Linked DNA regions of Rattus norvegicus: region 1 is linked to region 2. The links are chromatin contacts, called in public Hi-C maps. All regions are on one chromosome and are shown on one strand. The core of a region is the stretch at or near the end of the contact, and the rest is flanking DNA. Distances in the headings are between cores, read along the strand shown. Region 1 overlaps Gmds (GDP-mannose 4, 6-dehydratase). Region 2 has its middle 150 kb from the start of Gmds.

Region 1 (5,103 bases), core at 2,500-4,999, 260 kb before region 2:
ACAGCCCACCTCACAGAGGAGGGAAATGAAGCCTAGCAAGGCTGTGTACTCTATTCTGTCTTACTTTGCATTATATAAAAATTAACAAGTATGGTTTTCTTGTATTTCATCACATACACACACACACACACACACACACACACACACACACTCATGCACAAATACCCTATTCTAGCATTTAGAAAGCTTTGTATTTCAGTATATCAATGACAGCTGTATGTCAATAAGTCCTGAACTGAGAATTTTATAACCAAACCATGTTTTTAAAAAATATATAAATTATTCTAACAATGAAACTCTCAGTTCATGTGTCAATCTTGGATTTATCTTGGAGATTTGGGATAAATTCCAAAGAGATAACTGAATTTTCAGAAGTTAGTCATGTTTAGTTACTCTAAAGTTCTAAATGTTACAATAATCAATATTTTTTACCATATACTGATGTTTCATTAAGATATGTATATATGCAACAAATTATTTTACTTCATTTTATAAAGCTCTATTTGTAAAGGCCTACAGTCAGTAGAATTTAAATAAACTACAGATTATTCAGAAAGAGATTTGATATGTAGCAGCAAACATATGTCTTTAGTTTAAGCCTGACTAATGCACATGGAAGAGTGAAGAAAAAACCAGGAAGAAGGACGTAACAGCAACGAAGTCTGTATCACTGAGAAGCCAAAATGTTCTGTGCAGCTCTTGGTCCACAGAGCTAGAGCAGGCCGACACACAGGCATCATGTACTAAGCTGGGCTCGAGACTCCTGGAGTAGGCAAAGGAAACACCCTGAGAAGTGGCGCATCAAAGCGTGAGAGCTCGGCCTTTCCTACATGGAAGTAAGGAAGTGCGATGCTTATCCAGCAGTTAACTTTACTAAAAGAAAAATCAAATATTCTAGTATTCTCTATATAAATGAAAGAAAATTAAACAGATGAATTAAAAACCATCTGCAAACTCCACTTTTATTATGAATGAAAATAAAAATAATGTAAACTATTTCTATTAAATCTAAATGAGCATGTCAGCTAACATTGAGTTCTTTTAAAGAGTGCTTAAAATGTACCAGAAAGATTTTACTAAAAATAATATTTAGTAATTGATGCTACATTATAAAGTAATATTTTTTACTACTTTATGATTAAAATCTCTAATCATATTCAGTATTTAACTGGAATGATTATGTTGTCCATTAAAATACACCTTTTCCCACAATGATATAACTATAAATACTTTCTAAAGAGGCTTCACAGTCAACACACTTTTATAAAGAAAATCTACGAAAGCCTGAAGAATAAAAATGACAAGCTAGCATTTCACACTTTGGAGACGTGTATCTGTTTTAAGGATTAGTCTCTGAATCTTGTGCCAATAAAGTGGAACCAACAAAACTCACAATAATATGAGATGCTTTGGCCTCATTAAGAAACTGAGGGGGAAGGCAGAAGAGTATGTGCTAAAATTCGGAAAAATCTCTCAAATGAAGAAAGGATACATTGTTTGTGAAATCCCTCCTCAAAGAATAGAAAGACTGGCAATACACTTGTAGGTGTTCGCTACCCTGAACTCTTTAAAAAATAAGAAAAGGAAATACAGTTTGGCCCCAAACTTGAACACTATAACATTCATATTTTCTTTTTCCCACTGCTCATTAGTACTTGATGAAAGATTATGAACACTTGAAAAAAATAATAATTTATGATTACAATTCCAATCTATCAATTTGCTTTTAAGAGTGTTTATCATTTTAAATTATTTTTTATCAGATAACAGAACATGTTTGGAGTAAAACACACAAAAAAATCTAAGAATAATTCTTAAATATTCTGGTAGCATAACTCAAACAACAGAGTAAATCTGCTTTCCTATAAACTGTAACACTACTTCTTTAAAAACAATTAATGGTGACATAATTTGGAAAATCAAGTAAGACAAATATTACTTAAGCTATAATGTTATGAAATATTTTTAAATATCTAAAATATAGTAATGTTTACTCAGGTAAACAAATATAAAGTGGTCTTAAATTAAAGTTTGTTACAAGCTGCCAATAAAACATAGAAATCTTCCTTTATACCTCATATAAATCCCATTTTATTTGGGAAAAGAAACATCAAAAGTTATTTATAAAATGTACCCTTTTAAAAAGTACGTTGAAAAGATTATAAAAAAATCAAAAGTATTTTATTAATTACTCAACATTTAAATGTATGTATAAAATATAAAATATTATTAAGGAAAATTAATATACCAATGCTAACATTAATAAAATCAGCTGCTTGATTTAGGTAGAGAACAATGTTCTTCTGTTAGTAAGCAAGACAAATCACTCATATGTGGCTGTGTGCAACATGATTCTTTTGAAACCAAAGAGTTTGAGGAAGTGATGTTGCAATCCTGTCCTTTTTATGAAAACCATGGCAAAGAAAAGGTCAAATAAATAATATGTATGATACCATTCTAATAAGAAAAAGCCCATAGCCTTAACCTAATGTCTGCCAAATGAGCTAAACATACAAAAGGAAGGCAGTTGCCTAAAAAATATAATAGTCTGGTTAAAAGTTATTTTTCAAGTAGCATATAGTAATCTAAAGTTCATTAACTTTAAAGTTGGTATTTCAATAGCTTACAAAAGAATCTGTATATGACAACCTAAACTTTGATTTTTAAACATGGTAGGATGACAAAAATTCACCTTATTAAATTTTACTAAATTATTTAAAGTTATCAAATAATTACAAGTATACAAATCAAAATTTGTGTAGTTTTTATGTTCATGTAGCAGTGCTAAAAACAGAGTTAACACGTACCTGCCTGTGCATACAAATTAAAGCTAACACAGTAGATAGTTTAAGAGAGAAAAACTACCTAGGTACATATCTTTTCTACCAATATGTGGCAGAGCAAACTCATTTAATCATTAACAAGCAACAGCCAAAATATGTTTTATGCATCATTAAAACCCCATTGAGGCCATTACAGTCCCCAGCAAAGTGATGCTGGAAACCACCTTCACCCTGGCCACCACATTCCCTCCTGACCTCACTCGGCTGAGGCAGCTAGAGGGTGAACTGCAAGACTCTCAAGTAAGCCTTTATTAACTATGAGAAATAAATTATATTAAGTGTTACTTTTGAACTCAGAAATGAGGGAAGGGGTTGTTAAGATATCAAATTTACTAAGAAAATAATTATGTGAGAAATAAGTTGCTGTCACAAGAGAGACTTGCCAGATACTGCATTTAAGCAAGTTGTTATATACACCTTTAGATTCAATTTGTGACAGAGAGATTAGTCTATGATACCAAATTGCCTGAGGAGATTTAAAAAAAAGTGGGGGAAATGTTTGGTGAACAACATTGCCGATTCTTTAAGCAGTGTTTGTAAGGAGAAAAGACCACCGTGATTCAATTGTTACATTGTTACAAAATGCCCTTCTGTACCTAACTTCCAGATTGGAGTCTCTAATAAGTTCGCTTCTACTTCCTTAACTCCTCCTTTCTCTGATTTTACAAAATACAATTCTAAAATTTGAAAATTGCCTAGAAGTTTGTGAGAACGCACAGAAAGGTTGTCAGAGCCAGACACATATTAAATATTAATTATAATGATGACTGTCATCTTCTACAGTGATTATGTCATTATATAGGAATGCTAATTAAGGCATAAAATGACTTGTTAATTGAGAACGTGTTCTGAACAAACACATTTGTACTTGTGTATTTAATAGAAAATCCAGCCTGGGGACTGGGCCGTAATAGACTGCAGTTCTATTTTCTAAAATGCTGACATTTGAGCAAATGTTCCCATGGAATGTTTGCCTGATTCGTGGACTGACATTTCCTCTTTGTAACTTGCTTAACTAAAAAGGAGCCATGCAGGCCAAACCCCACAGTACTCACAGGCAGCAGGCCATTTCTTGCCGCTGAGACTTTCATAAGGTTTCTCTTTTACTTCCCTCTTCCCTTACCACCATTCTGTCTTTTTATTCTGACACGAACAATCTCAAAGCTGCTTCTAGTCATCTTACGATGGAAGACATACCTGAAAAAATTGAGATTTCCACCTGGGATTTGTCAGAAACTCAGTGTATTACAGCCCCCACGGCTTCTTCCATCCTGCTATACTCGTGTGTTATCAATAGTAGCTTTCTTTCTTATTTTAGATTTACTCACACAAAGAACCCAGGGAGCTAAGCTGATGGAAATCAGTGTGTATTGTCACTCATCTTTCATTCTAAATTCAAGGCTGGACCCTTGTCTGTGACACTTTGCTGCCATCTATGTGTACAAAAATGCATAACAAGCATCCTGTGGCAGTGACTTTCCTGGGTCCCTAAAGGAATAATCCTGTCTCTCATCTAGATAAAGGACAGCCTTCCTACTCAAGAGGAGAAACTTGCTGGGAATTTCTAGGACTTCCTGTGAACCAACTCCATTAACAATGACTTGCAAAGGTGCATTATTTAATGCATCTAATTTTTATTGTAGCCAATAGTTGTTTTCTCAATGTGGATATTAACAAAATATTTTTATTATAGTCAATACTTTTTCTCCCATTACAAATACTAAAAATTATTAATTAATATAATAACATTTACATAGTTAACAATTGAAAAATAAAAGTAAAAACTGAGATACTGAAGAAACTTAAGTAAATAAATTCAATAAAATAAGTTAATTTTAATCAAAATTGCCATTTAAATATCTTGCCAAGTAACAGGATAAATGACCACTTAGCCAAAATTTTAATATAAGGTAAAAAGAAAAGTAGTATTTTCTCTTGTGAAGTAAAAACAAATACTGTGGTATAATAACCATTTTAACCAGTGCTAATCTACACTGAAATGCTCCTCCCCAGAAAAGGCAGAGGAGTCGACCAGAACCTCTCAGCCTGGCTGTGGATGATGCTAACAAATGCACAGCAGACTCATCCTCCGTGGCCAGTGCTGTGGGGGGAGGACACAAGTAAAAGCAGCCTCTCCTCAATGTATCCATAGGAAAGAAGGGCGACTGACAGTGAGGACGAGGGACTGTCCTAAAGAACATCCTTTGAAAGTCGGAGGTCTGGTTTGTTGATATTATTGATTGCTAAAGGAGAAAAGCAG
Region 2 (5,010 bases), core at 2,201-4,700:
TGGTGGGTAGGACACTGAGTCAAGTGAAGTAGGCAGATGGTGAACTTCTGGGAGAAACTGTTCCTCATTGCAAAGCAGGGAAGGTTCCAGTCAGAGGTCCAAGGAAGACAGCTTTACATCCTTTAGTTCCAATAATTGCTGAAGATTGAGGTGAAAAGCTTGAAGCAAGTCTCAGTTCTGTCTGTGTCAGAGCCGATATTTTTGTTTGTCAATCTTAGTGGACAAAATTTAACTACTTCATTTCAACCAGCTTTAGTATTGCTAATAATTATCATGTTTCTATAGCACCTATGTTCATAGTGGTATTTATCTATGTGAATAAAGTATTTTTATACTATAATAAATAAGATAGATATAAACTCTTTTTAAAAAAAATGGAAAGGATTATAAATCCGAGGCCGCTAATTGGTGATTGACCCAAGAGGGTTTTTGTGGATGACTTGGTATCTTTGAGGCTTGTTTCCTTGTCAAGCAATAGGAACATCAAAGCCACTATTGTATATGAAATGTGAGAGGAGCTTGACATACAGTAGGTGTTCACTAAGTAACAACTGGGCATTTGCACTGCACTGAAACCCAAGGTTGCCATTTGAAGACAAACCTGGGCCCACCTACGTCAGGATGACTACACTGTTTGTTCCAAGAAATGGTACAAGGCAGATAAGGCTGAAATCAAAGGTTAATTTTCTTGTTTGCTTCAAGAAATTCCCCCAATCATGTATTAGGAAAAACAAAATCTGCTCTCCTGGGTAAAAAGCCTACTTATTAGGGTATCAGTTTACTCATTCAAAAAAATCATTCCACTAAGTCCACCAACCCCAAGTCATGATTCATATACCTGTGTGCAGTGTGTTGCCCTGAAAGACCTCCCTTAAAACAACCTGTACTCAGAACTCAAAGCTCTATAAATGTCCATTCTTTACCCTCGCCTTCCTGAGACTGAAGACATTCTGTGACAGTGCTAGACTTTCTTACTGTCATGAGTTCAGACACATCACAGCATGCTTAATTTATAGTTAATTGGCCCATGAAGGTTGTAGTATTAGTTACTAGTGTTTCATGGGTTTTGTGCTCCTTGATTTACATGTCTTCTGTGTAGGAACAACAATAACAACGACAGCTTTCACAATGCAGAGGCCCTGGGTGACTCTGGTTCTGTTAGGTTGAGAATCATTTTTATTTTTCAAAAAGAAGACTGACTACATTATAGCTCAATGGTAAAGATTTTTCTTTTCCTTCCTTTCTTTCTTTTTTGATGCATATAATGTTCTGGGTTCAATTCCCAGAACTGCAAAGAAAAAAGAAAAATGATAATGAAAGTCTAATATTTTTGTCTGTCTGCTTAAGTTTTAAAAATCTAGAAAAAATTATTTTCAAGTGTTTTAAAACTTTATTCACTTAAAATTCTATTTTAAATTGACAAAATATAATTACACACATTTTGTGCAGGGTAAGGTATGTGATTAAATAAAGAATTAACATACTCTTTCCTCACATACTCAGTAACATGTTATCATAACTATAACCATCATGCTGGGCCAAAGACCTTACAAATCTGTTCTTTTTGCCCAGCTGAGAATTGTTCCCAAGCACTCTTACCTCCCTACCCCTTCTTGCCTCTCCCATTCCTGGAAGTCACCACTGTGCGCTCTACCAAGAGATTATTTTGAATCCTAAATATAATTGATATCAAACAGTTGATCTCTTTTTGTATCTGGTTTATTTCAGTTAACATAATGTCCCCAGGTTAATCCATGTTGCTATAAGTGACAGAAATGTCTAAGGATAATGCATATGTGTATATATGATATGTGTATACATATATCACTTTCTTCATCTACCCACCTGTCCACAGACACTTCGTTTCAGTTCTATCACTTGGCTACTTCAGACCATGCTGCAGCGAATACCAGGGCAGAGACAGCAGACATATTGACTGCAGCTCCCTTGGATGCATACGCAGAAAAGTATTGCTGGACCATAGGGTTACTCTGCCCTTTAATTCTTAGGAACTTTTAGGGTGAATGGTTTTCCATAATGGTTACTCTGGGTACAGGCTCACCGACAGTGAACAAGGGTTCCCTTCTCTCTGCTTTCACGTCGAGAAGAAACGTAACTTAGAGCAAGAGCGCCGTGCTTGTCAGGTTGCCTTCTGTTTGCTGTCATCTGAAACGAGGAACATGCTTGAATGCTTCGTTCACTTGACCTCTGGAATAGGCTGGCTCCTTGTCCCATCACCACAGAAACGAAGCTCAGGAGCTGCAGACATCACAGACAATGTTATTTGAGGTGGACTATTTGCTCTGCCCCCCGTGTTCGGAGGAAGGGCAGACATGCTTTTGATTCTCTTTCTGTGACTTGGGCTGAAGTCACATCCGTTAGCTGCTACACGTGGTTCCTGCAGACACGGCTCTCCAGTCAAGTTGACTAAATAGAATGATTAGTTATTTCGGCATTGTGATGGCCACAACACCTGACAGCAATCACGGAAGGGAGGAGCGACTCATTTTGGCTCACGGTTTCCATCAATTTAAGGCTAGGACAGGGAAGGTATGCGGAGCAGCTCAGCCCATGGCCACAAGAGCTGTGGCAGAAGCTGCTCATCATTATGGTGTAGCAGGAAGTAGACAAGGAAGCAGGACCTAGAGGCCAGGTATAACGAGAAAAGCCTACTCTGAGCGACCTACTTTTGTTGGCCAGGACCCACCTCCTAAATATTCCACAGCCGCCCTAAATAGTACTGCCAGCAGGGAAACAAACATTTGAAACCTAGCCTATGGGGCGACATTTTGCATTCAAACCATTACAAATATTAAATCATCTAAATTGTCTCCACTAGGCTCTTGGCAGCTGTGTACTCTCTGAATAACGAAGGGAAAAATAGACCTGCTTCCTATCTCTCCCCAAACCTGAACAGCAAGCCCTTTTTAAAATGCATGTAAACTCACAGGCTTCTCTTTTCGTCTTTACACACGGAGACCGAACTCAAAGCTCGGTAGTGACTGTATAGAGCAGTCCTGCTCGATTTGGTACCGAGGCTACCTGAGAATGCCCCTCCTTCCAGTGGAAGCGCAACTAAACTTGAGTTCCAGATAAACAACAGATACTTCTGAAGTGTTAAGCGTGGCTCACAGATTGCACGGGGATATACTTACACTAAAAATAATCTTATTTATCTGAAAACCAAATTGAAGTACTCGTCCTGTACTCTGTCTGGCAAGCCTCCTAGGAATTATGAAAGTGTGCTTGAATTAAAGCCAGCTTTCTCTGCTTGTTCTTCTAGAATATTCTGAGCATGCCATAAACTTGCCTGTGCTTCTTAAATTGATTTATTAAGTTACCTGTGTGGTGTGGAGCAGTATCCGACCAGACTAGCAAGGAACTACAAAGAAGCCTCTGTTGAGCAGAAGCAAGTTTGCTGTGGGAACGGAAAAGGCAGGAATTAACTTGGGTCTTCTGAGTTTAGGCTTCAGGGAGGAAAATGAAGAAGTGGCTAGGAAGATCTTAAGTGCAGCAGTTGAAAATAACATTCAGCTGTCAGAGCTCTCTGTTTAGAAGTGTATCTTTCTGTCATTCTTGCCAGCTTTGTGCCGGGAGAAACGCAGTCAGCGAGTCTCATTTACAACACCAGGGTGATTGTGGCCAGATGTCAATCTTGGTGTTTCCCTATTTTATTGCTGTTATATTATCTTTAAACTACTGAACAATGGTTTGTAATGAGATTCCTAATACACAGTAGTCAAAATCATCAAGTTACAAGGTCTGGGAAGCCCATCTTGAAAGTATTTTCGATACTTTCTACCCTTTTCAGAAACCCATTCATTTATCTCAGTATCTCACAGTTATAGGGTCCTCCGTTCACACTCTGAACAAATAAAAAAGATCTTCTGGGGAAAATATGTTGGTGTAGTTATTGTTTTCATTATCGTACATCATGTTCATATTACTGTGGGAAAGAGCCCTTTTCCCTTGGAAAGGAAGTTTCCCGAGAGGCTGATGTGTGGAAGCATGTTGGTACAACATCGCCCTCCACTGTCTGCTAAAGGGAATGCAGACTTTTGTGGTTCTTGCCGACAAAGCCGGAGCGGGGAGTTTAAGTAGGTTTGTCAAATTAGAGGTGGGTCCCCTGACTGTTGTAAGCACAGGTATGAGGTTATCAACAGGAGCGATGGGCTGGGCTTGGACCATTAGTTTTCTAAAAAAACAAAAACAATATGAAGTGTATGCTAACTCTGGGTGGGGATTAGGAAAGGGATTGAAAATCCTCTTCAGTGAGTTTTAGCAAGACATCGACACAAAGGATGTAAGGCTCTTTATCGTGTTTGTTCTCCTCTCTTATATTGCTGCAGATCATGACAGACAAAAGGAAAGAAAGATCTACTGTAGATCTCAGCAGCCAGCCCGGGAGCTGGATGAGGGTGGACTCAGGTCCCATAGCATCTAATCATTTGCTGTGCCCTCTACCCAGTCCATCTGGCAGGGCAGAAATGTCTGTTTATTTTATACTCACTGAAGTCTGGGAACAATGCCTCCTCCCCAGGGTGACTACTACCACTTAGGCTGGCCTCTGGGGTCACCTAGTATTCTAACCGTGATTCTGAGTAAACACCAAGTGTTAGAGACGTGTGGGTTTCATAAACCCTTTGCATTTTGTATGTCATAAGCCTGAAGTACTTGTCTAAGTCTTTTATTCTAGAGTATGTTATTTCTACTAGACCAGTGCTGTTGGTGACATTTTAGTTAGTGTTGGTGGCAAAATGAGTTCCCAAAGTGTTCCATCAATGCCTCATTATAAGGAAGGATTTGGGAGGGTGGGCTACCTGTTGAAGTTTACTGTTGTCTAAGTCTGTTTAATTCAAGAAAATGCGTGATGTCCCATTCGAGACAGACTAGTAGTTAGTTTTGGTCTGTTGGTAAATGTTTTTTCTGCTACAGTGGCATGTGAAGTGTTAGGGGAGAATCATTACTCGGTATATTTGGATGGAGTTCAGATTCTCAGACTCAGAAGAC

What was found. A called contact is a pair of places that touch in the nucleus more often than the background predicts.
Region 1: a contact with region 2 is called in a Hi-C map of the A7r5 cell line, with 3 times the contacts expected there. The contact joins two enhancer-like sites. A contact is called at or near these places in 4 of 12 Hi-C or Micro-C datasets (the A7r5 cell line, the Rat2 cell line, frontal cortex and 1 more).

The regions. Positions count from the first base shown.
Region 1 is chr17:32,419,532-32,424,634 of GRCr8, reverse strand. All of the region lies in intron 4 of Gmds (GDP-mannose 4, 6-dehydratase), which reads right to left. Among named protein-coding and RNA genes, the nearest start is that of Gmds, 120 kb to the right of the region's middle. Within about 2 kb of position 3,749, at least 23 of the 93 cell types and tissues checked have an H3K27ac peak or open chromatin away from gene starts, as enhancers often do.
Region 2 is chr17:32,156,646-32,161,655 of GRCr8, reverse strand. No RefSeq gene overlaps it. Among named protein-coding and RNA genes, the nearest start is that of Gmds, 150 kb to the left of the region's middle. Within about 2 kb of position 3,450, at least 8 of the 93 cell types and tissues checked have an H3K27ac peak or open chromatin away from gene starts, as enhancers often do.